4 separate regions of the Mus musculus genome follow, and all the other regions are linked to region 1. A link is a contact called in public Hi-C, HiChIP or PLAC-seq and promoter capture Hi-C data. All regions are on one chromosome and are shown on one strand. Each heading gives the region's core, a stretch centred on a gene start, on an enhancer-like site or on the middle of the called end of the contact. The rest is flanking DNA. Distances are from core to core; before and after follow the strand shown. Region 1 has its middle 21 kb from the start of Gm34128. Region 2 has its middle 60 kb from the start of Gm39478. Region 3 overlaps Gm51933 (a long non-coding RNA gene). Region 4 has its middle 30 kb from the start of Gm39478.

Evidence for each region. Hi-C and Micro-C count contacts between places; a contact is called where the count stands out from the background. HiChIP or PLAC-seq counts read pairs in DNA pulled down with a chosen protein or histone mark. Capture Hi-C pulls out chosen DNA fragments and counts their contacts.
Region 2: a contact with region 1 is called in an HNF4G HiChIP or PLAC-seq map of pancreatic cancer cells. The contact joins two enhancer-like sites. A contact is called at or near these places in 1 of 15 datasets of contacts at CTCF or cohesin (large pre-B cells), 1 of 484 Hi-C or Micro-C datasets (bone marrow-derived macrophages), 4 of 115 datasets of contacts at active chromatin or transcription factors (embryonic stem cells, pancreatic cancer cells and stem cell-derived neural progenitor cells) and 3 of 9 other capture datasets (adipose tissue, embryonic stem cells and liver).
Region 3: a contact with region 1 is called in a Hi-C map of uterus. The contact joins two enhancer-like sites. A contact is called at or near these places in 1 of 39 promoter capture datasets (cranial neural crest), 1 of 15 datasets of contacts at CTCF or cohesin (the NIH/3T3 cell line), 9 of 484 Hi-C or Micro-C datasets (cerebral cortex, cortical neurons, embryonic stem cells and 3 more) and 11 of 115 datasets of contacts at active chromatin or transcription factors (craniofacial prominence, embryonic basal ganglia, embryonic forebrain and 8 more).
Region 4: a promoter capture Hi-C map of adipose tissue shows a contact between it and region 1. The contact joins two enhancer-like sites. A contact is called at or near these places in 3 of 15 datasets of contacts at CTCF or cohesin (the G1E-ER4 cell line, the NIH/3T3 cell line and embryonic stem cells), 9 of 484 Hi-C or Micro-C datasets (bone marrow-derived macrophages, cerebral cortex, embryonic stem cells and 2 more), 10 of 115 datasets of contacts at active chromatin or transcription factors (CD8 T cells, bone marrow-derived macrophages, craniofacial prominence and 5 more) and 4 of 9 other capture datasets (adipose tissue, embryonic stem cells, liver and 1 more).

The regions. Positions count from the first base shown.
Region 1 is chr11:117,387,177-117,394,125 of GRCm38.p6, reverse strand. No RefSeq gene overlaps it. Among named protein-coding and RNA genes, the nearest start is that of Gm34128, 21 kb to the left of the region's middle. Within about 2 kb of position 3,910, at least 41 of the 459 cell types and tissues checked have an H3K27ac peak or open chromatin away from gene starts, as enhancers often do. A contact at or near this core is called in adipose tissue, heart atrium, pancreatic cancer cells and 2 more, where this site is marked.
Region 2 is chr11:117,202,575-117,209,523 of GRCm38.p6, reverse strand. It overlaps a transcript of Septin9 not described here. Among named protein-coding and RNA genes, the nearest start is that of Gm39478, 60 kb to the left of the region's middle. Within about 2 kb of position 4,368, at least 58 of the 459 cell types and tissues checked have an H3K27ac peak or open chromatin away from gene starts, as enhancers often do. A contact at or near this core is called in pancreatic cancer cells, where this site is marked.
Region 3 is chr11:117,554,110-117,561,058 of GRCm38.p6, reverse strand. The region is part of intron 1 of Gm51933 (a long non-coding RNA gene); the gene reads left to right. Among named protein-coding and RNA genes, the nearest start is that of Gm51933, 11 kb to the left of the region's middle. Within about 2 kb of position 2,833, at least 63 of the 459 cell types and tissues checked have an H3K27ac peak or open chromatin away from gene starts, as enhancers often do. A contact at or near this core is called in heart atrium and uterus, where this site is marked.
Region 4 is chr11:117,233,125-117,240,073 of GRCm38.p6, reverse strand. It overlaps a transcript of Septin9 not described here. Among named protein-coding and RNA genes, the nearest start is that of Gm39478, 30 kb to the left of the region's middle. Within about 2 kb of position 4,458, at least 80 of the 459 cell types and tissues checked have an H3K27ac peak or open chromatin away from gene starts, as enhancers often do. A contact at or near this core is called in adipose tissue, pancreatic cancer cells and trophoblast stem cells, where this site is marked.

The DNA of each region.
Region 1 (6,949 bases), core at 2,661-5,160:
AGGCTGCCCTCCATACACACCCAGTACCCAGTAGGCTGATCTGTGGCCAAAGTCTATCAGTGACCACGGACCTGCTTCACCTGGCCCAGGGCTCTTCCTAATTTCCCCAGGTAGCAGCTGGAACTGTGACTTGGTTTCTTCATATGTGGAATCAGAGGTAAAATGTGAACCCCAGGGACATCTGCGGTGTCAGTCCCAGCAGCTGGACCCAGGGTGCGTGAAAAAAAAGTGACCACAGAGAAAGATGAATCACATTCTAAGCTGGTCATAACCAGTAAGACAGATTTCAAAGCTACTGCAGCCTGGGTAATTGTTTTTCCCCCACAAAGAAATACAAAACACTCCACTAGGGAAAGGACAGGATTCTCATGAAAAGGCAGTGGGATTGCGGGATAGCCACCTGTTTTGGTTTTTTGTTGTTGTTGTTGTTGTTGTTTTTGTTTTTGTTTTTGTGTTTTTAAGTAAAAAGCTGGGGCTGGAGCAATGGCTCCACCATTAAGAGTTCAATTCCCAACAACCACACGGTGGCTCACAACCATCCATAATGAGATCTGATACCCTCTTCTGGTGTGTCTGAAGACAGCTACGATTTACTCATATAAATAAAATAAATAAGTAAATCTAGGGGGGGAAAGTGAAAGAGAAAATCCCAATAAAGCCAGTGCTATGTCTCAGTCATTCCTGATTCCAGGTATGACCATAAAGCCGGCGGGTAAGACACAGACCTCAGTGTGTAACCGTAAGCTCTAAAACCGCCAAAGCTTTCTAAGCTATGAACCAAGCTTCAGATTAGGCGTTTGCTCGCTTTGGAGAGTTTAGATTATACATAAAACCCAGACTGTGTGGGTAAATGCTTGTAAACACGTACCTGCTGAAAAACTCTGTCCAGGGTAGGGAAATAATTCTCACAGCCGAGTAAGAAAAGAAGCTGGATACAATGGCTCATACCTGCAATCTCAGCACTTGGAAGGCTGACGCTGAGGCAGGAGGATGGTCAGTTTGGGATATGTATTGATATCTAGGCCAGCCTGGGCTACAGAAGCTAGATTACATTTCTAAAATAATAATAAATTATAATTCAGATTTAAAGTTGGCAAAAGATTTGAAAAGCCGGGCAGTGGTGGTGCATGCCTTTAATCCCAGTACTTGGGAGGCAGAGGCAGGCAGATTATTGAGTTTGAAGCCAGCCTGGTCTACAGAGTGAGTTCCAGGAAAGTCAGAGATACACAGAGAAACCCTGTCTCAAAAAAAAAAAAAAAAAAAAAAAAAAACAAACCAAAAAAACCAAAGAAACATAAACAAAACAAAAAAAAAAAACCCCAAAATTGAAAATACATATTTCATTAAAAAAGAATAATGGTGGCAAAACAAACCTTTGCCCAATGGCATTGGATATTGTGGAAATACACCTAATAAACACCGTTAGAAGCTGGGTAGACTGAGGTCTAGCGCAGGAAGGACTGCTTTGGGTTTGGGGCCAGCCTAAGCTGCATGGGCTAGCCTGGGCCACAGGGTAAGACCCTGTCTCAAAACAACTACAATAGGAGGGGGAAAAACTCACACTGAGATCCACAACAAACCTAGAGGAACAACTAGAAAAGCTGTTACTCTTTATTTTATGTGTATGAGTTGTGTTGTGCGTGACATACATGCAGTGCCCACAGAGGCCAGAAGAGGGCGGAAGATCCCTTGGGCCTGCAGAGTTATCAATGCTTGAGAGCCCAATGTGGTTGCTGGGAATTGAACTCAGAACCATCTGGAAGAGCAGTCAGTGCTCTTAACTGCTAAGCCATCTCTCCAGCCCTTGGTTTGGTTTTTTTAGAGACAGGGTTTCTCTGTGTACCCCAGGCTAGCCTTGAACTCTCTTTGTAGACCAGGCTGCCCTTGAGCTCACAGATTAGCTTGCCTGTGCCTCCCAAGTGCTGGGATCAAAGAAGTGCACCACCACTGCCAAACATTATGTTTTGTTTTGAGTCTCACATAGCCCAGGCTAGCCTCTAGCTTGCTATCTTCATGCCTCAGCCTCCCAAGACATTCCTTCAATGATTTTTCTCATAGTTTTATCATTTGAACTTTCTATACAACTTTTCTTGTCTTCTGTCCAATGTCCAAGCAGGAGGGGGTCATCTCCCCACTCCCACCTCCATGTCCAATTCCTGTGGTCCCTGATGCGTCTGCCTAAGGCTTGGGGACATTCCCAAGATGGTAGTTTCAAGAAGGCATCTTCAATGCCACCATCCTTTTGGACCATCGTTCACGCCTGAGAAACACTCCTTCAGGGAGTATGTGATTGCTGGTAGCTTGGGTGGGACCGTGGAAGGGAGAAAAAAAAAAAAAAAGGACCCAGCACAGCAGGGGAGGTGAGAGAAGAGAAGATCTGAGCTGAGTGTCTGCTGCCGTTTGGGTGGAACTGCCTGCGTGGTGCCCGATGTCCCTTAGAGCAACTTGCCTTGGCCATCTGTCTGCCTGTCCTTGCGCACCTTCCCAGCCCAAGGGCAGAAGGCTGAGGACTGAATGCCAGGCCAGTCCCTACCCCCTTCCACCCCCCCCCCAAGGGACCATCCAAGTCCTTGAAAACATGACCTCCTCATCTGGTCATTGCAAATTAAGATTGGTCCCCAGCCCTCTGACCTCTCAGCAGTTTGACCTGAGATAAATAAAGTGTCCTGTTTGCTTAAGAAACTGACTGCAAAGCCCAGAGGCCCAGACGTGAAACATAGACTGGGAGGGAAGGGCTCTGTTGGGGGCCTGGTGTCTGCCTGAGGCACAGGAGTTGGGAAAGACTGAGCTCCTCCTGGCTTGGGGCTGCCACTTCCTCACCACTTCCTGCCTGTCCTTCAAGTACAGGGAGGGACAGAAGCTCTGCTGCCCAGGAGGACCGATGGATGAGTCTCTACTCACCTGCCCCCACTCTCCTCCCCCACCCCCCACCGTGTGTCACCTGGTCCTTGGGAAGGCGAGACCTGGACATCCTGGAGAACTCTACAACCCTGGGACCATAGACACCTCCCAGATGTGTGAGCCACACCCTTTCTTGTTTAATGAGGTGACCCCCAGCAGGCTCTGTTACCAGGAATTATTTCCAGTTCACTGGTACCGTGAAGCTCAGAGAAGTGAAGTTGCTGGACCAGAGCAGTGTGGTGAGTGTCAGGTCACACACGTCCCCTCCCCTGTCCTGGTGTCCTTTCTGTTGCTGTGATAACAAAGGACTTAGGGAGCTGGAAGCATGGCTCGGTGGTTAAGAAAGCAGACTGCTCTCACAGGGTACCCAGGTTTGGTTCCCTTTGGCTCTCAGGATCCCAGCTCCCACCCAGGTGGCTCACAACCTCTTATGGCTGCAGCTTCACAGAGATCTGGCTTTACAGACACCTGCACTTGCACGCACATATTTGCACACACACACATACATATACACACATAGTTAAAAACTTTAGATCTCTTTTTTTCTAGTTTGAACTTTGATTTTATTTTGAAAGAAAGCACATACTCATTGTTTTTTAAAAGACAGCTCTCATTTTTAAAAATTTTTGGTTGATTTCTTTGTGAGTTTCACATCACGCACCCTAGTCTGACTCATTTCCCCATTCCCTCATATCTTCCCTCTGCCCTTGCAAAAGAAAATAAAAAACCCACACAAGCAAAAGGACTAAGCCTAGGAAACATCTCATCGTGGAAGCTGTGCTGTGTCGCAGTGTGTCCCACAGAAAGTGTCCCTCAGTCCACACATCTTCACTGGCAGATGGCCGTCGCAATGAGTCATTGGTCTGGTTCAAGGTCTCTGGTTTCTGTCACACCGTCAATATTGGATCCTCGCCAGGACTCCTCCCGGTTATCCTGTTGTTGCCCTGTGCCCTGGAGATCCCAAGCTCTGGGTCAGCAGGCCTGGCCCTTTCCCATGCTCCCACGGTTCACAGATGTTGTAGATTTGGGGATGGGTCAAATCAAAGCCCTGAGTCTGGACCTGGGTGGAAGCTGAGCTAGCTGATCAGGCGCTCTCACATCCGCGCCACTAGGGGGCGCTCTCCAGCCCTGTCTGTCTGGGCCACCCAATCCTGCCATCCGCTGGAGGCAAGGTCAGCTCTCTCCTGCTTTCATGCCCTTGGGACCAGTTCATCCGCACCCACACCTTCAGAGCCAGCTTTAAATCCCTTTTTAGTAGTATTTTTTCATGTTTTGCTGGTGTTTGAGGTGCGCCGAGCTGAGCCTTCATGTGGGGGCTGGGAATTGAACCCGGGTCCTTCGCAACAACAAGTGCTCTTAACCCCTGACCCAACTCTCCAGTGCTAACTCTCTTTTTTAAAAGTGGTTTTTAAAACAAACAACGTAGGGGAGAAAGGATTTAGTTTAGCTCACCAGCCTAGGTTATAATTCTTCATTACTGGGCAGTCACAGCAGCAGGAGTTTGAAGCCAGATCCTTCAGTCACACCCGCAAGCCAAAGCAGAGAAACAGCTTGCGTGCCTAGTTCTCAGCTTGCTTTCTTTACCCAAGGAACGGTGCTACCCACCTTCAGGCTGGGTCTTCCCACATCAGCTACAGACGTCAAGACCATCCCGCCACAGACATGTCCACTGGCCACCATGATCTAGCTAATCCCTCACTGAAAACACTCTTCCCAAATTACTCTAGGCTGTGTAGAGTTGACAATTAGAACTGATGTCCCCCGACCTCCCGCGCTGGCTTCTCGTGCTCTGCCCCTCCCCTCATCTCTCTTTCTGTCTCCATCTCTCTTGCTCTCTGTCTCTTTGTCTCTCTGTTTATCTTTCTATCTCTGTCTCTCTGTCTCTGTCTCTCTTGCTGTCTCTCTCTGTCTCCCCCTCCCACACCTCTCTTTTTGTCTGTCTCTCTTTGCAATCAGGTCTCTATAGTCTACAAAGGCCACACTCCAGTCCCTGGGGAGAGGGTCTGAAAACAGGATTCTGTCCCTGGAGCTCTGACTCAAGCCTTCGCTCCCCTGCACCGCGATGTCCACAGCAACTCTCTTGTACTTTTCTTCAAAGATACCTACCTCTCTCAGCAGAGCTCCTATTCAAGGTTCAAATGGGAATCTCTCTGCCTTTAAGGCCCAGTCACAAAGTCTCTGACAGGACACTGTACACCACCCGGTCTGTGGTCAAGAAACTCTGTCTCTGGCTCCTGCCCATCCCAAGCACAGAGAGGGCATCCCGCCCTGGACTCCTGAGCTCCAGTTCTCACTGGAAGAGACCTTCCAGAGCCAGAAGTGGAGGCTTGACAAAACATCTATGCACATCTACACACACACACACACACACACACACACAGAGAGAGAGAGAGAGAGAGAGAGAGAGAGAGAATGTTCTAGACAACCTTAAGCTGCATAGCCACCCTAGTTCTTCCCGATAAAAAGGGGTCCCCAGCCCTTCCAGCCCAACTGCTGCGACCTTGTAGATAAACACCCATAAGCAGAGCAAAGCAGGCCAGAACTGGATCATCTCTTCCTGAGGCTCCCAGCCAGCACCTTACTTAACTCCAGACATCAGCCTTGAGGAAAGGGCTGTGAAGCCTCTGGGCCCTTCCCTACTCACAGCCTCTTCAGCCTGCCCAGTCCTGTCCCTGAGGTTACACCCACCCACTTTACAAGCTCAGGTCCCCTCAGACCAGTTTCCTTCCAGAGTTTGGGGGGGGGGGAGGGTGCTGTTCCTACAGTGAAGCCCCAACCTCCTTCCTTCAAAGTTGTGATCAGGCGCATCTGCTGCTCCAGCCCCTGTACTGTCATCTGTGACTAAATCACCATCTAGAAAGGCTCCTTGCTTTCTGCATATGACTGTACTGCCCACCCTCAGAGGCAGAATCCACAGAGCCCTGGACAGGGACCTGTCATTTTATGTTCCTGGACTTGGTTGCCATGTTCAGTATGGCTTCAGGGACTGATGTGAGTGGGGCAGTAGGTGAGAGAATAGGAAAGGATTCACACACACAGATACACAGACACACAGACACACACAGATACACAGACACACAGACACACACATACATCTACACACAGACATACACACACAAACACAATATACACACATATCTATACTTAACTACACGGATGTACACATATATCTATGCACAGATCTATGCACACATCTACACACACATGTACACATATCTACACACACACACACACACACACATGCATGGGTGATGGAGGGCCCAGCAACCCAACCACCCACACCCCAGTGCATGTGATCGCACAACCAGGGAGAGGCTGAAGGCTCATATCTTAAACCACACATCTCGAGTGTTCAGATGTCTGAGGTAAGGGAGATCTCATCCTACCTGCTCCTCCCCAACCTGCCAATCATCTGGGTCAAAGTGGAAGGAGATTTGTTCCCTCAACACAAATGTACCTCAGACCCCACCAGGAAGGCTCAGCCTTCCTCCAAGAGCTGGTAGCCCCAGGTTTGGAAACATTCCTGACACACTCCTGAGACACCAACACCAGGCCAGTGGCTCTTGGAAGCATCAAGCTTTGTGGTAAAACAACCAACCCCAGCACTGACTCTCTATCTGTGGGACAGTAGGGGAGATGATCTCGAATGTTCTAGAAGCCCCGGGTCTACCTACATTTGCTACCAGGACCCACTGAGACCACTTCTGCTGCATCTGGCATCCCACCCTCTTGGGCTCTCGATTGGCTGGTGCAGTTGTCCATCACGAGATTAGGCAGCAGCAATAGGGTACTGGTCTGTGCCCTGTGAGGCTGCCTTGACTGTTGACTATTGGAACACACGCACAGGCCCGCCTGTGTGCAGGCAGAGTCCATGTGCCCAGATTCAGCGACAGTACTGTCCCGGGGGGCAGGCGAGGGGATTGGGGGAAGTGCATGTCCCCTGGCCTGGTTGTCTGCGAGCTGCCATGGGGGGAGAGGTGCACAGGTGACTTGAGTCCTCCTACTGTTGCGTGTAGTTTTAATGATTATGCTATTGCTTTAGCCCGGG
Region 2 (6,949 bases), core at 3,119-5,618, 190 kb after region 1:
TGGTTCCCAGCTGGTAGAACTGTTTGGGAAGGATTAGGAGGTGTGGCCTTGTTGGAGGAGGTGTGTCACTGAGACAAGGCTTCCAGGTTTCAAAAGCCCATGCTAGGTCCAGTGTCTCTTCCTGCTACCTACGGACAAGGATGTAAAACTCTCAGCTGCTTCTCCAGTGCCATGTCTGCCCGTGGGCTGCCATGTTCCCCACCATGATGAAAATGGACTAACCCCTTTGAAACTGTAACCAAATCCCTGGTTAAATGCTTTCTTTTATAAGAGTTGACTCGATCTGGTGTCTCTTCAGAGCCATTCAACAGTGGCTGAGACACAAGAGGACAATTCAGTCCGTACAGACTGGAGACCAAGCTTACAGCCTTACTTCTCCACAGAGAGCTCAGGTGGGAGAGAAAGGGAGCAGTGGCCGAGATGGGGTGAGGCAGCTGACACCAGAAGCAGGCCATCCTGCTGCTCAAACACCAGGGAAGCAATGTTGGGGTACAGCTGAGTGGGGGGCAGTAGGACACAGCTTTTCTTCATACATCCTGTACTGGTCTCCTAGAGTTTCCTTCGTTGACCCTCCAGGCCCTCCTTGGTGTGACCAAGCTGACCTCTTACAGGCTATGGGACAGGGCCCTCAGGTCTGCTAGTTTTTAAGCTGGTTTCAATCAGTAAGAGGTGTTAGTACAAAAGACAGCCAAGGAGTTCCTCCTGCTTCCTGCCTTGAAAGGTGTTCTCAGCAACAAGTTCTGTCCCCTTGATGGTTCTGGCTCCAATGGAGCAGCTCCCTTTGTTCAAGTCCCCCACAGCCAGGCTCAGGCCCTGAAATCTGGTGGCAGGACTTCCTCCCACTGAGCTCTGAGTGGAAGCAGTGGTCCAGGGACTGCAGCAGGAGCCACTCAGCCAGAAAGCTATTCCACTTGGCACCGCTTAGCTGCATTTATGGCTTCCCTGGTTGTTTCCGTGTGTAGCTCGGTTACTGCTCAGCATCCCTAGGTAGAAATGGAATCCAGGAATTCTCTCTCCATTTCCAGATCCAGTTCCTCCTCCTGTGCATGATCCAAAATCACAGCCACCAGCCACCAGCATGTTCTGCCGCTCTCTGCGCCAGAAAACTGTGGGCAGTAGGGAGGGGCGGGATTTGAAATGCACAGAGCCAGGAGCCAGTCTCAGAAACCATCCCAATTGCCAGGGGGGAAACCTATACAAGGAGGGTTCTGTTCTCCTGCAGCCTGAGTCAGAGATGTAGCTCTAATCAGAAGGGCGGGCAGGGACATATCTGATCATTATAAATGTCTCACGTGCTTCTGGCTCTTGACTGGAATCACACTGCCAGGACAGCATAAAAACTGCACCCACTACACACTCTCCCTCCATAAATCTCCACTCTGGGGGCCGGGCAGATGGCTCAGTGAGTAAGGTGCTTGCTGCATAGCATGAGGTCATAGGGTCAGATCCCCAGTACCCACATAAGAAGTTTTAATCCCAACACTAAGGAGGCAGAGGCAGGGGAATCCACGAGACTCACTGGCCAGCCAGTCTATATCAATGGGGGAATTCCAAGCAAATGAATAAGACTCTGTCTTAGCTGGGGTAGGTGTGGTGGTAGTGGTAGACAGGCCTTTAAGCCCAGTACTAAGGAGGCAGAAACAGGCGGATCTATGTGAATTCAAGGCCAGCCTGGTCTACAGAGCAAGTTCCAGGACAGCCAAAAGCTACACAGAGAAACTCTGTCTGGAAAAAAACACAAACAAACAAAATAAACAAACAAACAAAAAAAATTAAGAGAAGGGGGGAGGGGAGGGGAGAGGAAGAGAATCTCTGTCCCAGAGAAACAAGGAAGGTGGTAACTAACTGAGAAACAATGCTCGTTTGACCTCTGACCTCGTCACAAGTGCATGCACACCCACAAGAAGGAGCATGCGCACACATAACCCCTCTCCCATCCCCCTCTCTTCTCCTATAGGAATCCCAGCCACCAAAATAAATGAAATTTCAGTCTGGCGTGGCGATGCATACCTTAAATCCTGGCCCTTGGTACAAAAGGTTGGAAGCCTTAAATTCCAGTCCAGCCTGGACTACAAAGTAAGTCTTTCTCAAATCCTGACTCAAAAGATAAGGGGGCAGGGGAGAAAGAGAAGGAGAAGGAAAGATACTGACCACTCAGAAAGATAACTTTTCTGTTTTCTCCCCAGAAAATAAAACACTGGTCTTGGTGAAGAAGAGAAGCCAAAAGACAGTCACAAAAATGTTACTCTGGAGAAGTAACGGCTTAATTGATACTTTTCTAGATTTTGCTTTATTCCCGATACTTAATAGCTGTTTCAAACTACAGTTAAAATTGAGGGCAATACCTCCACTCAACATACAGAGGCAGGGGGTCACCACTTTTTAAGTGTTTAAGCACACTAGCTTAGAACCCCAAGTCGCCTGAGAGTATGGGTCTGCAATCGCAAATCTTCATTGTTAAGGTGACTGGACTTGGTCTCACAGAGGAGGCGTACCTCTTCCTGCCTGTGTCTAGGACATTGTTTTTTTAGAGAGCTTTAATGGCGGAGGGAAGACCCTCCCTGAGTGCAGGCAGCATGATCCCACAGGCTGGAGCTCTCTGCTGCATAAAAGAAACAGGAGCTGAGCCCCAACATTTACCTCCCCCTCTGTTTCCTGACTGTGAGTGAAGAGTGACCAGCTGCCTCCAGCTCCAGCTTCCATCATGACCCTCCCCCCACACACACGCACACACGGACTGGCCCATCACACTGTGAACCAACATGACATGTCCCACACTTTTGTTAAGAACTTTGTCACAGCAACAGGAAGGGAACCAACATGTAATTCACTTCACCTTGGGGCCACTGGGTTACCACACAGGGATTCCTCATAGAGAGGAGGAGGCAGAGGACCGCCATGCCGAGAGTTCCTGGAAGGAGCGACCAGGGTGATGAGAGAAAGACTGAGGCCAGAGGAACAAAATGTTAACGCTCAGGAAAAGCCAGAGAACTATGCCTGATTGCCAGAGGAAGGAAGCTTCCAGAAGAAATCACTGCAAAGTAACCAGCCAGCAGACACCTGGTTGCCAAGTGACCCAGGTAGCCTGTCACCTGCAGCCATTGATCCATGCCCATGGGCTCGGGAGGTGACAGGGATGGAGAGATCACACTGCGCCAGCCTCGTGTGCCAGTCACTGCAAGGAATGAAGATGGTGGACAGCTGGTCTCAACAGCAAACCAGCGCAGGGACACTCAGCAGGTTGATGGACAGTTTCTCTCCATCATACCTCTTGATGAAATGCTATCCTGAGCATACTTTCCTGGTTGTGGGTGACAGCCATAATAATAGCCAAAGAGTCACCATTACAGTCTAGACGGATCAGTGGGCCAGATCCTCTAGGAAAGCGGGTGAGGGGCCACCAAACACAGGACGTCCACTCTGAAGAGCCGCCAGAGCTCTGGCTTTGACCCGTACCTGGTATGTGACTTCCCGGTGAAAGGGCCTGAGTGACAGGGACATGCAACCCTGAAAGCAGGTGCCGCTCAGATAATTAAACGATACATTTCACACTTGTGGGGACAAGCAGAGCAAGGGACATAAAAGTGAATCTAACAACAGGTAGGGTTTTATGTTCCGGTTCCATTTCCTGATTGCATCGCTGAAGGAAAAGTCCACAACACAAAACATCGACCACAGGCAACAACAGCAAAACAAACAAACGAAAGTGATGGATACAGGGTCTGTCTCAGAAAGCATTTCCAGAGGGGAGAAAAAAATCAAATAAAATAAAGGCAACCGAGGTCCACAGTTAAGGCCGGCCCGCAGCCACCAGGAAGCTCTGCCACCCAGTGACTCATCCGACATAGCTGAGGTTTTACCACACCTTGTAAGCAGGGAGGCAGCGCGATGCCAGTGCTGGTGAGAAGCCACCATTCCTCCCGGCTCCCTGGTACATCTGACTGCCCTTTTGTCTGGCACCCTGCAGTATCCATATGACCCAGAAGCCCTCAGCTCTAACCTTACCTAGCCACTCGCCTGCTCTGCTCTACTGAGCCAAAGATATAGAATTAATTATCAGTGAGTTTTACAAATAACTCCTCCAGACCCCTCTGTGCCCAGCGGTCAAGTCCCTAGCATGCTGGAAGATGACAAGCACTGGATGTAACCCACTTCCAAGTTGCTTGGGTTACAGTAGCCTTATCCTCCGGCTGGGATCTGATCCTCTATAAAGAGGGTTGTGAAAGGAGGGCCCCAGGATGCAAGTCCCATTGATCTCAGCTCAAGGCCCCGGGCAGCCAGCCAGCTAGCTCACTGGTGCCCAGCCCTTCCTGGTAACCATGCTCACCTGGAACTCAGCTCAAACCTGAGCACGGTTGCCACTACTCCTGAGTCAGCTGCTGCCCCAACACGCCTGGCCTGGCGAGGACCTGGGTATAACACTCCAGGACTCCTGATGCTGCTGTGGCCCACCCTTTGCTCCAGATGTAGTCTGGGGGAGTCAGAGTGTGAGCATGCCCTGGGAGGAGTGAGGAAAAGACCACTGTGGCAGAGACTGCAGCCACCAACTGCCACGCAGGAGGCAGGCAAGCCTATAGGTCCTCTCCTCGGGATCCTCAAGCCAGGGTCAGATGGGTTGCCTCAGCTCCACAGAGACCTTCTCTGCCCCTGATTTCAGCATTCCAATCAATGCTGAAGGTCAGGGTTTGACTGGTGACTTGGGTCCCAGCCAGGGAAGGTCCGGGTCCAAGGGCCATCCTGCGACCTGAAGCTAGGATTGGCTTTCCGTGCTCCCGTTTCCTGTCCTGAGGTCTTGGGCAGCCAACAGTAAGGCTTCATCGAACCAGGTCAGATCAGTCCCCAAACAAAGCTTGGTTGTTGGAGATCTGCTAGAGGCCACTGACAAGCAAGGCTCCTGGGGCCGCCACCCCTCTCTGGTCAGAGTAGCTTGGTGTCATCTTCACTTCGGCTGCAAGCGGACCCGGGCCCAGGGCAGGGTTGGAGAGATAAGGCCAAGAAACTGGGCTGGGAGCAGCCTGCCCCTCAGCCCTCCGGGCCCTGCAGTGCTGTTGCGGAGAGCCACGGGGAGCAGCCAGAATGGAGCCTGAGGCTCAGCAGCACTCAGCAGACACTTCTGGAATAAATGGCTCAGAGCACACGGAAAATTAAAACGGATCAGGAACTCTGGGGAGTCGGGGCCCCTTGCAGCTCAGCATGGCTGTTCTGGCAAACCTGGCCAAAGTTTCTGGAGCCAGAGCAAAGCTATCCCAGAGACCTGCCCACCTGTCACAACTGGCTTTGCTGCTGCCACCAACAACCCTGCAAGCCTGGCTGCCTGACACTATAAGTGCCTTCAACCAGGGCTTAGACTTCTCTTAATTGGGACTTTTGGATCACATGGCCTGTGGCAGAGTCAGGACTCTGAGGTCTCTCTAGGAACCCCTCAGCACAGCAGGGCTGTACTTGCTGTCTTTGCAAGCCCCAAGCAGCTTCACCAGCCTCTGGTCCTGATGACCCCCCCCCCCCATAAATCCCTAAAGCAGTGAAGAGCTGGGATGTTTTCAAGGTAACAGCCCCAACAAACAAGCCTTAGATGGGGCAAGAGTCACCCCTTTCTCTACCCAAGCACCCTTTGAGCCCAGGGTCTCTCTCTTCGGAGCCCTTGACATCCTGAGACTAAGAGATCCACTCAGCATGTACCCTGGGGCCTGGCTCTGTGCTGGTCTGGGCTAGATCTCTCTTATCAAAAACATCTTTAGCAAATTGCAGAGCCCACGCAACACTGCCCACGGACAAACATGCGGAAACCTGGTCGCCTCCAGGTTCAATGCCTGTCTTGGAGCCTCGGGCAGCCTGGGACAGACAGAACCATCTGAGAAGGGCACAGAGGGTTCAGGAGGGAACACACCTTCCATGGTCTTGTTTAGACATCCAAGGGAGGCCTACGGGCACATGGACAGCCCAATGTCTGACTAAGACAGCTGCTCCTGAATGACAACTCTGCCTCTCTGCACCCATCCAGGTGTAAGCAGGTCCCACGGTAGAAGGTGGGCTCTCTCATACTCTTTCTGGTACATTTTACTCAACGCTACGCTGGTAAGACGCTTTGGAGTGGAAAGCTGGGAAGGAGGCAGGGGCAGGCAGGCAGGGTGGATGGCTGTCCATGTCTGAACTTGCCTTCCCACCTCCCCAGTGGTCTGGGAAGGGCTGGTTCCTGACTTGTGCTCAGTCAGCTCTCTTGGGACTAGGGGCCTCAGAATCTGGGCAAGGATGGGACATAGCCATAGACTAACTGCTTGAGGAGGCTGCTTCCTCTCCAGCCCACGTCCCTTAGATACACTAGAGCAAGCAGGCTTGACCATCAGGAGTCTAGAGGTAGCCAGAGCAGGCACTGAGGTATGGAGGGACCAGCGGAGAAAGGAGCTTTTTGTCACCCACACTCACCAGCTCGTGGGTAGCTTACTCAGAAGTGACCTCAGAGGGTGTGCCCCTCACCCTTCCAAAGCCCCCTAGAATGCTGGGTAGGGCTGAAACCCCTCATGCTTTGTATCCCCTAGGACTGAATCCCTGCCTGGTATAGAGCTGGAAAAGCTAGCCACCTGCTTCGAGAGTCTCCTGGAAGCCGCAGGAATCCCAAAATAATTCCAGAACGCACACAGAGATATGCTTGCCCAATTCTGGTGGCTCACAGCTTAGTCCTCCTCCCTGCCCCCCCCCTCCACCCCCCCCCCCCCGCCCCGGCCTCTGCCACTGAAGATTTCCAAGAAAGCCAAGAGCATTGAAGAGAGGTATTCCAGGAGACTCATATGCTGTGAGAAGCCAGCGTTTAGGACCCCAGAAAACAACAGGAGTAGCCTGCAGCTGGCTCCAGCACAAAGGAACCTGCAAACCACGGACATCGTGGGGAGTCAGGGAAGCCCTGGGCCCCCGCAGTGGGAAGCACACAACTTCCTATGGCCCACGGCAGTAA
Region 3 (6,949 bases), core at 1,584-4,083, 170 kb before region 1:
CGAGACAGGGTTTCTCTGTATAGCCCTGGCTGTCCTGGAACTCACTCTGTAGACCAGGCTGGCCTTGAACTCAGAAATCAGCCTGCCTCTGCCTCCCAAGTGCTGGGGCACCACCGCCCGGCCTGCCTCATGCACTATTAGGGACATGATTTTGCCAGCTGAAGCTGGTTTCTGCAATTGTATGATGATTAGAACTCTGGGGACTTTTCTGGTGGGTTGTTGGAACAATAACAAAAAAAGAAATCTGATATCCTGACTGTGAAGATCAAAACTTGTCCCAAGGAACTTGATGCTCCTAATCAGCAAGAAGTAGTTTGACAATTCTGTCACCCACCTCCCTTTTGACTCCTGACTTTATTCAGGATCTCTTTCCTCTCTTCACTATCCTTGTTTTTTTTCTTAATTTTTTTCTTATCTTATGTTAGGAGGTTGAAAGGATGCAAGAAAAGGGTGGAAGAAAGAATTCACAAAGTAGCCAAAGACAAGCTACAGTGGAAGAAAGGTGTTTGGAAGAAGCACACACACACACCACCACCACCACCACCAACAACAACAACAAAATACAGATAGAAACCCAGCATAGCACAAGGATTTATTTGCACAGCATCTTCATTGTGCTCCGACTGATAAGGAATCCAGACGTGATGTCACAGCTCAGAGTGCAAGCATCATTGCCATTGTATGGGAAACCTGGCCAAAATGTCCCTGGAAAACCAGGAGTTGCCTCCAGGAGAAAGGCCTCTGGGTTGTATTTCAAGTGATGGTTGTGGCTTTGCCTGCTTTGGCTATGTTCAAACATGGCCATGGTTAAACAGGATAAGAGATGAGCAGCAGATATAGGTCTGGAATGGAAGTTGACACAATTCCCTCTGTGATGTTTGTTAGAGTGAAAGAACCTCCCAGGCATGATGCTTGAGGTGGGAGGGGAGCCTTAGACAGAAACAGTACAATAGATGAGAGCTAAACAAATGGGGGTGCTAACAGCAAGGGGGAGGCTCCATTTAGAGCTGAGAAGAACTTAAAGTGTGAGAATCACACAGAGAGAAACTGAGAGAAGATAGAGATAGCTGCTGTGAGTGGGATGGAGAGGCAGAATCTCTTCAGGGAGCAGCCTTCAGAACATCTTTCCCAGCACCCCTCCCAACCCCTGCCACCACCACAAGTCTCTGAACCTAAATCCAAGAACAAAGGCAAGAGCTGACTTTAAATAACCTTTTAGGGCTGGCAGCTAGTAGTCACACTGCATGATTTAGTTCAGCATAGCATTTGGACACAGGACATGGAGGAACCAGGTACCACAAACCTCTTAACTCTGTCCCTGAGAGAGCTGGACTCAGACAGTGGGACCTGGCCTCAAGGTACAGGCCTGTGTTCTGACGGCAGGGGAAGACATGGATCCTGGGGCATAGTTATGGTCACTTTCTGTCTCTCTGTCTGCCTCTCGCTTTCTGTCTCTGTTCCTCTCTCTGGGTCTCTCTCTCAGAGGCCACCTTTCTTCTCCCAGTAAATCTGGAGTGAGTTCTGTTACACGGTGTGATCTTTGCAGCTTTCCTTGGCCTGGATCTGCCAAGGTGTTCTACAGCTAAACCCTAATGCATGGGAGCGCAGTCAGGATACTGTGGATGAAAATGAAAAGCAGTTGTTGAGGCTTGTTTGCTGATGCTTGCTGATGCTTGTTTTGGTCTTTTGCTATTATTGTTATGCTAAGTGCTGGCCCACAAGGCCTGGTCATGCCCAGGGATGAGAGTCCACACGGTGACCCAAGTGACCCATGTAACTTTGACCCCCAAGTTGTCCTCGATTGACAAATAAAGATGCCTACAGCTAGGCGGAAGAGACATAGGTGGAGTTTCTGGTTCCCAGGCTTGGTATCTGAGGAGAGACCATGAGAGGAAGAAGAAAAGAAGGTGGAGAGAGGAGAAGTCACCATTAGGCTGGTGAGCTATGAAAACAGGGCCATGAAGGCTGGACAATTGGAGTTAAGAGCAGCTCGGGTGGCACATGGCAAGTTATACCTCCCGGTTGTAGATAGGGAGGTAGGATAATAGCTTAGAAGATAGATATCTGCCCAGCACTAGTGCATTAAAGGCCCGTGGTAAATAAAAGTAATGTGTCTTTTATCTGGGGACTGAATGATCAAAGGCAGAGTAGAAACCCCCAATTTGAGATTAAATAGATGCTACAACAAGCAAGAATCCAGGGCCTGTGAACAAGTTACCATTGGCATCACCCACTTGTCTTAGTTAGGGTTTTACTGCTATGAGCAGACACCATGACCAAAGCAACTCTTACAGGTTCAGAGGTTCAGTCCATTATCATCAAGGCAGGAACATGGCAGCATCCAGTCAGGCATGGTACAGGAGGAGCTGAGAGTTCTACGTCTTCATCTGAAGGCCTCTAGCAGAATATTGACTTCCAGGCAGCTAGGATGAGGGTCTTAAAGCCCACACCCACAGTGACACACCTACTCCAACAAGGCTACACTTTCTAATAGTGCCATTCCCTGGGCCAAGTATATATAAACCATCACACACACACACACACACACACACACTTTGCAGTGGATGCCTAATGAGCCACGATGGCGTTTGTCTTTCCTCTTCTTTGAACTTCTCCAGAGGTATTGGCAGGGAGACACCGCTTTGAGCCAACACTACCAGTCACTTGGCCTCCCCAATAACAGGGACAGAAGCTGAAAGACTCCACATGCTGAGCACAGGCAGACAGAGAACCAGGAGATGCCGGGCTGGACTGGCGAAGGAGCAGTACATTGCCAAAGTTCACAGGCCTCAGACGCCAGCTCTCCTGGGCCATCGGAGGAGGGCGGAGGATCAGCCCCACTCCCAGAACTGCTTCCTACCCGGCCTAGTAGTGACTCATAGGAAGCTGGAAAGGCACTGACCATTCAGCTCAGGGAATTCATGATGATCCCAGCTGGCTGGCTTGAGGGTTCAGGTTTCTTCAAGAAGGAGGGCTTCACTTGTGGAGAGAGGAAGTGTGACCAACAGGACCCTCACAGCTATGGAGATGACAGGGCAGATTTTCTAATCAGAACCTTGGCTATGTGTCACGGGAGTTGCAGGCCAGGAATCCTGGGTCAGGGTATCTGGGGATGGTCCTACCTCTGAAGTCTGGGGGTTTCTTTCTCCTTTTGGTTCTCGGATGTCCCATCCAGTCCCTACTGGTCCTGCTCCCGAGCCTTCAGAGTAGGAGGCTAATGAAGAGCTGAGGGCCGATGGCCAGGACCCCACCCCAGGAGTCCGCCTGGCCAATCGAATCAGAAGGGTTAAAGAACAAGTCACGAGTCTCCAGAGGCCACTGTTCCCATTTCAATCTTTCCTTTTTGGCTTTTTTGTAAAAACAATGGAAACTCAGGGTGGAGTTTCCTCCTCCAGCTGCTTGGTAGCCCTGAAGTGGGAGGGTTGTGGCTGAGGAGAGTGGACAGGGCTGGTTCTGGAAGGAGGAGCCTGCTCAGGCTGGATAGGGTAGTGTACCTGGCTCCAGGCCTTGTGGCCTGCGCACTCACTGCCTGGCTGTCCAGATGGCCCCGTGTAGCCTAGAGTGTGGTGTTCAGTGTGTGGACGTTTCTGTCTCTCGTGGACCTGGGCTATGATGAGTCTCAGGTCTTGAGACCTGAGACTGGCAGGCTGGGCTTGAGACAGGAGAGTCTTTCTGAGCTAACCTAGTTCATTGGAGTCCTTGTGCCAAGTACTTCTGGGAACTGAATCTAGATGGCTGATGCCCTGTGGCCATCGTAAAGCTGGCTTTTGGCTAATGCTCCCGTAGACAGCCCGTTTCTCACGAGGAAACAGGTAGATACATGGAGTTGCTATAACAGAAGTTCTATTTTATTTGTGCTGAGGGCCATCACACAAGGATCACACTCGAAATTCATAACTATGGTCCTAAGCCTCTCTCTCCAAGACTGCTCACCTGGGCGAAGGTCAGACCCAGCCCCTAACAGAGCGAGGGTCAGGATCCTGGGGCAGACTCTCCAGCTGCAGGGCAAATCAAAGTGTTGTCTCACCAGATGTGCAGAGCAGACCATTGTTCTTGGTCTCTGCTTATGTACTGTCCAGTGGGGTTCTAGGATTGTGTCTGGTTGTCTTGAGTGAGTGATGTTACTGGGTTCTGGTTATTGGGTGATTGGGTGCAGCCCTGGGTACAGTGGGTTCCTGACTAAGCTATTTTTACATGTCTAAAAGGCATTGTTTTGCTATGCTTATTACATGGTTCTTCTGTGGTTGTCTGGGCCATACTGTACATAACTTATGCAAAGCATAGCTCTTAATGATCCTGTTTTCTGCCTTTCATTTTGGCTCAGGGTCTTGCTGTGTAGCCCAGGCTAGCCCCAACTTCCTGAGAACTGGGATTATAGATGTGTCTCCAAACTCAGTCTGATTGTCTTCGGTCTGCCAGAGGACTGGGCTCCAGCAGAGCAGGCTCTTTACCACCCTGGGCTACCTGAGACTCTGAACAACAACAACAACAACAACAACAACAACAACAACAACAACAACAACAAAACCCTTCCACAGACAAGGTAAAGATCAGCTTGTTGGTGGTGGTGGTGGTAGTGGTGGTGGTGGTGTGTGTGTATGAAAGAGAGAGTGAGCCTGTGTGCCTGAGTGCCTATGTGAGTATGTGCTCAGTGTGTGCCCATGTGTGTTTGTGTGAGTGTATATATGTGTGTTTGCCTGTGTATTCCTTTGCGTATGTGCACGCATGTGTGAGTGTGCATGTGTGTATAAGAGTGTGTTTGTGTGTGTGCAAACCCCTCCCTGGGGCCTTACTGGGAACAGATTGAGACCAGCAATAGGAAATGTACAGTTAAGAATAGAGGCACTGAAGGTTGGGAGTCAGAGTTCATGGGTCAAAAGCCCAGGGCTGCTGCCTGGGAGGGGGTGCATCCCAGAGGACACTTGAACCCTAGGCATAATGCCGGGCATGACCCCTCCCTTTCTATTCTCTATGACTCCACTGCCCCGAAGCTCAGGGCCTGACGTCTGGCCTGCTGTACTCTCTTTGCGTTTCTCACTTCTGTGAACAGTTTCGTTGGTCCTTGAGCAGCAGAGGTTCTAGCACAAGGCCCTTGGTATATATGAAGTCCTGGGGTCTGTTTCTCTCCCACCTGCTCCCTACTGTGACAGAGTCACTGAGAGGAGCTGGGAGAGTTCAGTGTCCCACTGAGATGGAGGGGAAACCCAGCCTTTTAAAGGACAGAAAACTAAGGCCCAAGAAGGATGGTCAGCCATGGTCACGCGCCCCCCTCAAATCTCACCCCGTTCAAGATGGAGGACAGAGTGGTAATTCAGGGCACAAGGCTCACATGTCATATTTCCCCATACACCACTGTGGCTCAGTGAGGGAGATGACAACACAAACCCATATATACCACACTCACACATGTACACACCACAATGTACTCATGTACATATGTGTGCACACACACATGCACATCACACATACACTCACACACATGGGCACCACACTCACATACACTCACACACATGGGCACCACACTCACTCATGAATACCACATTTACGTTCATACACAGGCATACCACACTCACATACATTCTCTCTCTCTCTCTCTCTCTCTCTCTCTCTCTCACACACACACACACACACACACACACACTCGCATACCCATTCCTGACACAGTGCTTGAGATAGAGGTGGAAACTTCCAGAATCTTTGGGTCTCCAGAGCCCAGAAGGAGGCTCTGGCAGCTTCTGGATGCCCCCAAAGCCTCCAGGCTGTGCGCTTTGTTTTTATTAGGGGAAGATCTCAATTAAAATAATTACAGTTGAAAAAAAATGCAGAAGACAGAGGAAAGGTGGGGGCGCGTTAAGTGTGTTGCACATACTCAAGAGAGCCCAGGTGAACTCTCACCCCTCCCAAACCTCTATTAGCATCTCACTAATTACCACATTCCCATTGTTTTGAAAAGGAAGGGAGTCCTTACCCGGAAGATGGTGCCACACACTGCACAGTGGGCCAGCCACGGGCACAGCAGCAACCTTTTAATCAAGTCACTGGGGGGTTAGATGGTTCTGTGGAGTTGGGAGCTAAACAAACAAACAAACAAACAAACAATCTTCGGGGCTTTGGGCTATGAAGGGACTTTCCCTTAGGATTTTTGTAATGTCTTGCCGCCCTCCCCGTCCCTCCCACCCCACCCCCCCACGCCTTGCCCACTCCCCCCAACCTCCTGCCCTCAGGATTGTGGTTCAACTTGGAGGAGCTCTGATGCTTTTTCCTCTCTTGTTTTTTTTTTTTTTTTTTTTTTGCTTGGTGTGGGTGTGGCCGCTTGTCATAGATGCTGAGGTGGATGGATGTCAGAGTTCCCAGACAGGGTAGGTACCTGAAGCTGGCTGCCTGGGTGATGACTGAAGAGAGAGAGAGAACAGCAGTGGGGTCAGACCACACGCTGTGCGTCAGTCTGGGCGGCAGTCAGCCTTGCCTTCCCAGTCAGTCACCTGCAGATTTTGAGGGCTTTGTGACTTTGACTTGTGGGGCTCTACAAAGTCCAGTGCTCACAGTGCATGGGTGGAACCATGAGGGGCTGGAGAACGTGGGCTATTCAGGCCCCTGCTGGACAGTGATTTGGAGAGTTAGGGCTCCAGTCAGTTTTCTAACTTCCTGGCCTGGGAAGCTTCTGCTTGGGCCCGGATGTCACGGTAGGTCCTGCAGCAGCAGAGACTCTTGGTGAAAAATGGAGCCTGGCACATTTTGTTCCAGGCTTGGAGGTGGAGGATTTCCTGACCAAGCCCAGCGTCCACCACTTCCTACGGGCGAAAACAATTTGTCATGGAAGCTGACCGTCTCCACTCCCGTGTCCTAGGTACCCTCTCTTTCTGCCTCCTCACCCCTCACTAGTCTTGCAGCCTTCCAGACGGTGTGCCCTTGCTCAGTGGGGGCAGGGAGAAGTGAGTAGACGCTGCTG
Region 4 (6,949 bases), core at 3,209-5,708, 150 kb after region 1:
GATTAACAAAAGGAATGGCCAAGCCACAGACTGAAATAAACTCCTTGCAAAGCATACATCTGACAAAAGACCAATATCCAGAAGTAATGAGGAAGAGTTGAGCCGTCCAATTTGAAAATGAGCAACAGATTTGAGAAAGATATTTTACAAAGGAAAAATACATGAATAGCTGGGAAGGTCATGAAAATGTGCTGGGCCACATTAGTCATCAGACAGATGCAAAATTAAAGCCAGAGTGAAATAGCACCCACACCCCCACCGCCAGAATGACTAACATTTAAGACTGACAGCAGCAGATGCCAGTGTGAACGCACACCACTGCACACTGCCGCTGGGACTGAAGCCGGATGGCTGCTGTGGGTGAAGATGTAGAAGTTTCTCCCGGAACTAAATAGACACCAAGGGTCTAGGTGCTCCCATGAGACAGATGAAGCAGCTCTCATGAAAGACCAGGATAAGATGTTCATCACGGAGGCCCAACCAGAGGAAACAGGAAAATGTCAAAGCCACAGAAGGGTCGGGCGGAGAGTAGGACCCAGCATGGAACACGCCATGGGGACCCACAGTACTGAGCGACTCTGCCAACATTCGAACTGGATAAAGGAACCCAGGGTGGGAAGTTCCCTGGAGGATACAAAGGCAGCAGCTGTATAGGAAGGGACAGGGGACTGTCCAGGTGATGTCAGTGTTCCATGTTGTGGCTGCAGTTGGAACACACGGTGCATTTACCTGTAAAAAATCACAGGATGGCATGCACAGCATCCAGGAGACACAGAAATGTGGAGAGAGAACCACAGTGGCTAACGATCCATGAGCAGAGGGAGGAGAGGTCATGAGTACTGGTACCTGCAACTTATTAAAACTGCCTCAGTCACCCGGCATGGTGGCACTTGTCTTTGACATCACCCTTTGGGAGATGGAGGTAGAAGGATTAGAAGTTCAAGGCCAACTTTAGCTACAGGAGATTGAGGGTTGCCTGGGCTACATGAGACTCCGTCTCAAAGACAAATTAATTAGTCAACCAAATATGTCTGAGGAGAGCCTGATTGCTGGTGGACAGATGCACACCTAACAAGGAACACTCACGGTAGGGTCCAGCAGGTGGGTGTGTGGGCAGGGTTTCACCGTCTGTCTTCTTGTTTGAAATGTTTTCAGAAAGTTAGAAAATTGGGGCCTGAGCTAGTAAAGAAGTTCTATTGCCTACTGAATGGGCACCTGGGTTCAATCCCAGTGCCATGTAAAAGCTAGGTATGGCTGAACATGCATGTGTATACAGCCACACACACACACACACACACACACACACACACACTCACACACACAAGTCATTTTTGAAAACCAAGGTAATAAACAATACCGGAAGACAACGTTGACCTCCACGCCCGCTCACTGACCACACACACACACACACACACACACACACACACACACACACACACAAGTGGGCTGGAAAAACTTGAGAGATTGAAACACTTCAAACAAAACCTAGGAAAATACAGTACAGAAAGAGTCAGGGGGCACCAGCCTCCTCCCCCGGGTGCCATAGGCTGGGATTGGAATTCAGTGGCTCCTTCTTATTATTTCCTGAGGGTCTCCTCTTGCCGCTTCCCTCCCCTTCAGCCTAATCAAGTTGTACTGGCAGCTCTGCAGCAGCATGCAGCCCTTCTGCAGAGCCAAGGAAAGCAATACCCAAGTACATGGGCTTTTAAGAGCTTGCACCGCCCCCTGCTGGACAAAAAGATCCCTGCAGCTGCCTCTCTATTTCCTGCAAGTAGAGAGTTAGCCCTTGCTGGGCCACCAACACCCTGCAAATAGACAGTGTTGATCAATAGGCTTTGCCTGTCTATAGAACACACCCACCACGTCCACAGTGACTATCCAGGTCCTTGAGGATGGTCCTTGCCCACCAACACAGGTCACAAACGCAGACCAAGGCTACCCTCTCCAGGCAGGACACCAATCCCCAACCCTTTCTCGCCACCTTGGGCTGGGACACCAGGCAGAACCCTGAATCTGTAAGGTATACCTTCTTCTTCTTCTTCTTCTTCTTCTTCTTCTTCTTCTTCTTCTTCTTCTTCTTCTTCTTCTTCTTCTTCTTCTTCTTCTTTTTGTTTGCATGAATGTCTGTGCATGGTGTGTGTCTGTCTGGTACCCTCAGAAGCCAGGAGGAATCATTAGAGTTACAGATGGTTGTGAGCTGCCATGTGGGTGCTGGGGATGAAAACTGGGTCCCCTGCAAGAGCCTTAACTGCTGAGCCATCTCTCAGGTCCTGGAGTACTCTCTTCATTATTGATAGCTATGTCCTGTGACATACACCACACATGTCAACACACACGTGGCTGGGAGCCCTGAACTGGAGAGACCGTCGCCTAGGACACCGGCTGGCCTTATCCAAGTCCAGACTGAGGGCTTCCCAGGATGAGCATGGGGCAAACAGAACAGAGTCAGAGGCCATTTCTTTCCCACCCATTTCCACAGCACCCCTCTCCACTCACACCCTCCTTGGCTCTAACGTCAGAGCCTTTGTTTTTGAGGTCCTCTCTGCCCATGGCTTTTGAACTGTTGGTTTTCTCTGGCTGTTCAAGCCCCCAAGTCAGTCCACCCCTCAGTTGTAGGAGCTTCTAATAACTCCCCATAAACACACACCACCGCAGCCTGGGGAGCTCGGTCAGCAATGTCTTGCAAACAGGATGACCCGAGTTCAAAATCTCAGAACCCTGGTAAAGAGCCTGGTATGGTGACGTGTGCAGTTTCAGCCCAGGTGGGTCCTCAGAGCTCGATGGCCACCTGGCCTACACAACAAGCTCCAGGCTGTTAAGCGACTCTGTCTCAAAACATGTGGTGGGTGGTGCCTGAAGAACAATAGCCAAGGCTGTCCACTGGCTTCTACATGTGCGCACACACACACATACAGACACCACATCTCCTGCTCAAACCCATGTGACAGGCAATGCTGAAGGAATCAAGTGGCCAGGTGGTGTGCTATTCTCCACTCTTCATTGTAAGCTTCAAACCCAGGCGGGTGCTGTGAGGGTAACAACTGTCCACGGAGCAGGAGAAAGTACCGACAGGATAGATCAAATAAGGATCTAATAACCAGCATATATAAAGAGCTCCCTCAACTCAATAACAAAGCAACTTGACTCAAAAATGGGCAGAGCCTGGTGTGAAGGCACACACCTGTAATCCCAGCACTTGATAGGCGGAGGCAGGACCATCAGGGGTTCAAGGCCACCTCAACTATTACTAGTCTTATAACCAGCCCAACACCAGCTACACAGGGAGAATGGTGTCCCCCACAAACGCCTACCACCCCAGACTCTTACTCTGGTACTCTCACACCCCATATCCCCATACCCCTACCACCCCATACGTCTATCCCCCCCCAACACAGAGAGCAGTGTCTGGGAGAAAAGGCTCTTGGGCAAGCTATATGGCTCAACTGGTAAAGGTGCTTGTCACTAAGCCTGATGACGTGAATTCTGTTTCTGCACCCAAATGATGGAAACAGAGAACAGATTTCTTCAAGTTGTCCTCTGACCTCCACACGTGTCAGGGCAAATGTACACAAACACAGATAGACTCTTTTTTTTTTTTTTCTTGAAAGGAAAAAAAAAAAAGGAAAGGCTTTTTGTGGATAGAATGTGGTGGCTTAAGTTGTGATCATCCCAGCTGCCCAGAGGCCTTAAATATCCTCATTTTTAGAAAGGCAGAGGGAGATCTGAGAGAAGCCGGTCACGAGACAGCAGAGGCAGAAGCCAAGAAAGCCGACGCTGCTGGAGCCACCAGGAGCTGGGAAAGCATTGGGCCAAGAGCTGCTTGGAGCTTCAGAAGGAGCTAGCCCTGCCCAGCTCGTTCTGCTTCTGATTTCTGACCTGCAGAGCTAAGCAAAGTCACAGCAATCCATCAGTCACAGCTGGAGCCCGCCAGAGGCTCTGCGGCCAGCCCAGAGGTGGGAGATGAGAGGACTGAATGGGGCAGTGAGCCTCCAGAGAGCCCCGGTTGTCTGCCTGCCCCGTGGCAGAGAAGACCTGGGACCCTGGTGTCTCACTACACAAACCAGACCCCAGCCAGGAGCATACATCCAATGCCAGGGCAGTTGGACCCTTGCAGAGAGCCATGTGTGGATTCCTTACTGGGCAGTGTCTCCCATGATCCCTGTCTGTGACTGCCCCATTGGCCTAGCCTTTCTCACCCTCCCTGTCCTCTCCTTGTCCCCTGGCTGAGTAGAAAGCTCCCTTTTAGAGAGTCAGCCTCTCTCTCTCTCTCTCTCTCTCTCTCTCTTTCTCCCCACCCCGTGCTGAAACACAAGCGCTTGGAACAAGATAAAACTGCTTAATTTCTAAGAGCCACAAAGCCAATCCAGAAGACTGAAAAGAGAAACCACGCCGACCCTTGGCTGAGAACGCAGCATCCCGTGCCTCTGGGGCCTGTCTCTGCTCAGTGACTCATGCCAGCCCTGCTGAGGAGCCTGAAGCATTTGCCTGGGGAAATCTCTGAGAGGACCCCGGGCCAGCCCCACAAGGTGGGAGGGGGAGCGGAAAGGAAAAGAAAGGACAGGGCAGAGCTAAGGATGCCCACTCAAGCCCTGAACCTCTTCCCTGCGGCTAGAAGGTCCCATGGCCCCAACCAGGGCAAGACCACACCCTTGACCACACCTCCTGGGCAGCAGGGCTGGACCGGCTTCAGCCACCAGTCCTTGGGGCATCCAGCCAGCCAGGTCTCCATCCACTGGAGTGCCCTGGCCCACAGCCTCCCAGCGTGGAAGCAGGGATGGAAGGAGGCAGCTTTCATAGCATCTGACACTGAGACAGAATGGCAGGATACAGCACAGCCAGCTGGAAACGGGGAGCCAGCCAAGTGCACACCAAAACCTCAGAAGCCCACCAAGGGGAGGGACTCAGTCTCACTCTACAGATAAGGAAACTGAGGGCAAGCCACAAAGTAATCTGCTCAAGGCCACCCTGCAGGGACAGGGCAAGAGCCTGACTTCCCCGGGGACTGGGGTTAGGATTAGGGCTCCAACTGACCCTAATTAATCAACTGGGTGAAGACCAGGCTGGAGGAGGGGTGGGGGTTTTCCTCTTCTGTCCTAGTCTGGCCATTTACGGCTGAGTTTTGGTTAAGAAAACTTTTGTAAAAATACATCCAAATGAAGGGTTCCTAGAGCGACAGTCATGCCTAGCATGGTGGCCTGTGCCCAGATCCAGTTACTCAGGAGGCTGAAGTAGGGTAATCCTGAGTTTGAGATCAACCAGGGACACATAGCAAGACGACACCTCAAAATGAAAAAAAGAAAATGTAAATGTCGGGGAGAACTGCAACTGTACAGCACCTCCAGGCACAACTGAGGCCCTGGATTCCATTCACAGCCCCCCCAAAAAAAAAGAGGGGGAGGGGAGGACTGGTCTTTGGCCGTGACCCATCCTAAGAGAAGGCACCACGTGAGGATGTAGCTCACTGGTAGAGTGTATGGCCCTGGCACAGTACCCTGGTCCATTCCCAGCATCACATAAACCTGCGGCAGGTTTGTAATCCCAGCAACCTGACCATAGAGGCAGCAGGATTGGGAGTTCAATACCATCCAGGACTACACAGTGAAATTGGGGCCAGGTAACCTGCCTCAAAACAAACAAAAGGAGAAGGTCTCGCTCTGGTCCGGTGCTGCGCTGTCCTTGGCTAAGGGCACCAGTGAGGGTCGGGTGGTGAAGGCCAGGATCCAGGGCTCTCAAAGGCTGCTTTGTTCTCTGGTCAGCCTGTGAATCTCCAAGCTTCCACCCTTGAGTCTCAAGGGAACCACCTCTCCCTCATGCGAGCCTCTCAAATACCCTGCTGTCACCTACCTGGGCTGGGCCCTGTCATGCACAGAATGAAGGCTGGGCTGGACACATGTGTGGCTTAGTGGTTGAGGAGGCCCTGAACCCAAAACCCAGTACAGCCGCACAGACAAGTGCAGGCCCCTGTCAGCCAGCCGCTAACACAACTGTCATTTTACAGCTGGTCACGAGGAGGTGGCAGGGCCAGGCTTCCTGGGGGTGGGGTGAGGATACATCACCACCTGTGCAGGCCTCGGAAGCAGCTGCTAGTGTCCCCTGCCATGTTGCCTCTACAAACTGGGCAGAAAACCTCGCCTATCTACTAATCATGCTGATCACAAGCAGGTTTCCCTCCCGGGTTTCGTGCTGTGCCCGACAGGATCACAGGACACACTGCTGTCAGCAAGACACCAGGTGGCCACCTCTCAGTGAAGGCCTGGCCAGCATCAGAATTGCAGTAATCCCAGGGTTGGTGGTGACAGGTCATCCCTCAGATGGGACCTGAGATGTGTCTTCTTCCTTCCCTTTGGCTTCTCAGGGACCTCTCTGTGCATGCACTCAGAGGTAACCAATACCCCGGTGCCAATGACACTTTGGGGTGGGGTTCAGTCTCATCATGAGCACAGGACAACACAAATCCGGAGTACGAGTTACATCTCTAAAATCCGCCCCCATACTCTCCTGCAGCCCCTGACTCAGATGACACTCAAGGCAGAAGGGGCAGTAATGACCTCAGACATTGATGGTCCCAGCAGGAACTGGGAAATTTAACCTGGGAACAACTTGACCAGGGTGGCTAAGGAAAGGAGATGCCTTTCCCTGAACTGTTCACACCCCTGCTGGGTCTATATTGGGTCTAAGGGGGCTGCAGGAGTACGTGGTTGCATGTGCACTCATGCACACTGCACTCTGGCCCAAGAACACACACACACACACACACACACGAGGGTGCACACGTGTGCATACACCTCCTCCAAGCACTGGGAGACACCACCTCTATAATCAGCAGCCCGGGAGGCCCAGCAAGGCTATTTCAGGAGGAGACCAAGGCCAGATGATAGATAAACAAGCTTGCTTTGGCCCTGTGCAGAGTCCATCCCCACTATCCACCCTTCCAGCGTCTCTGAATTCA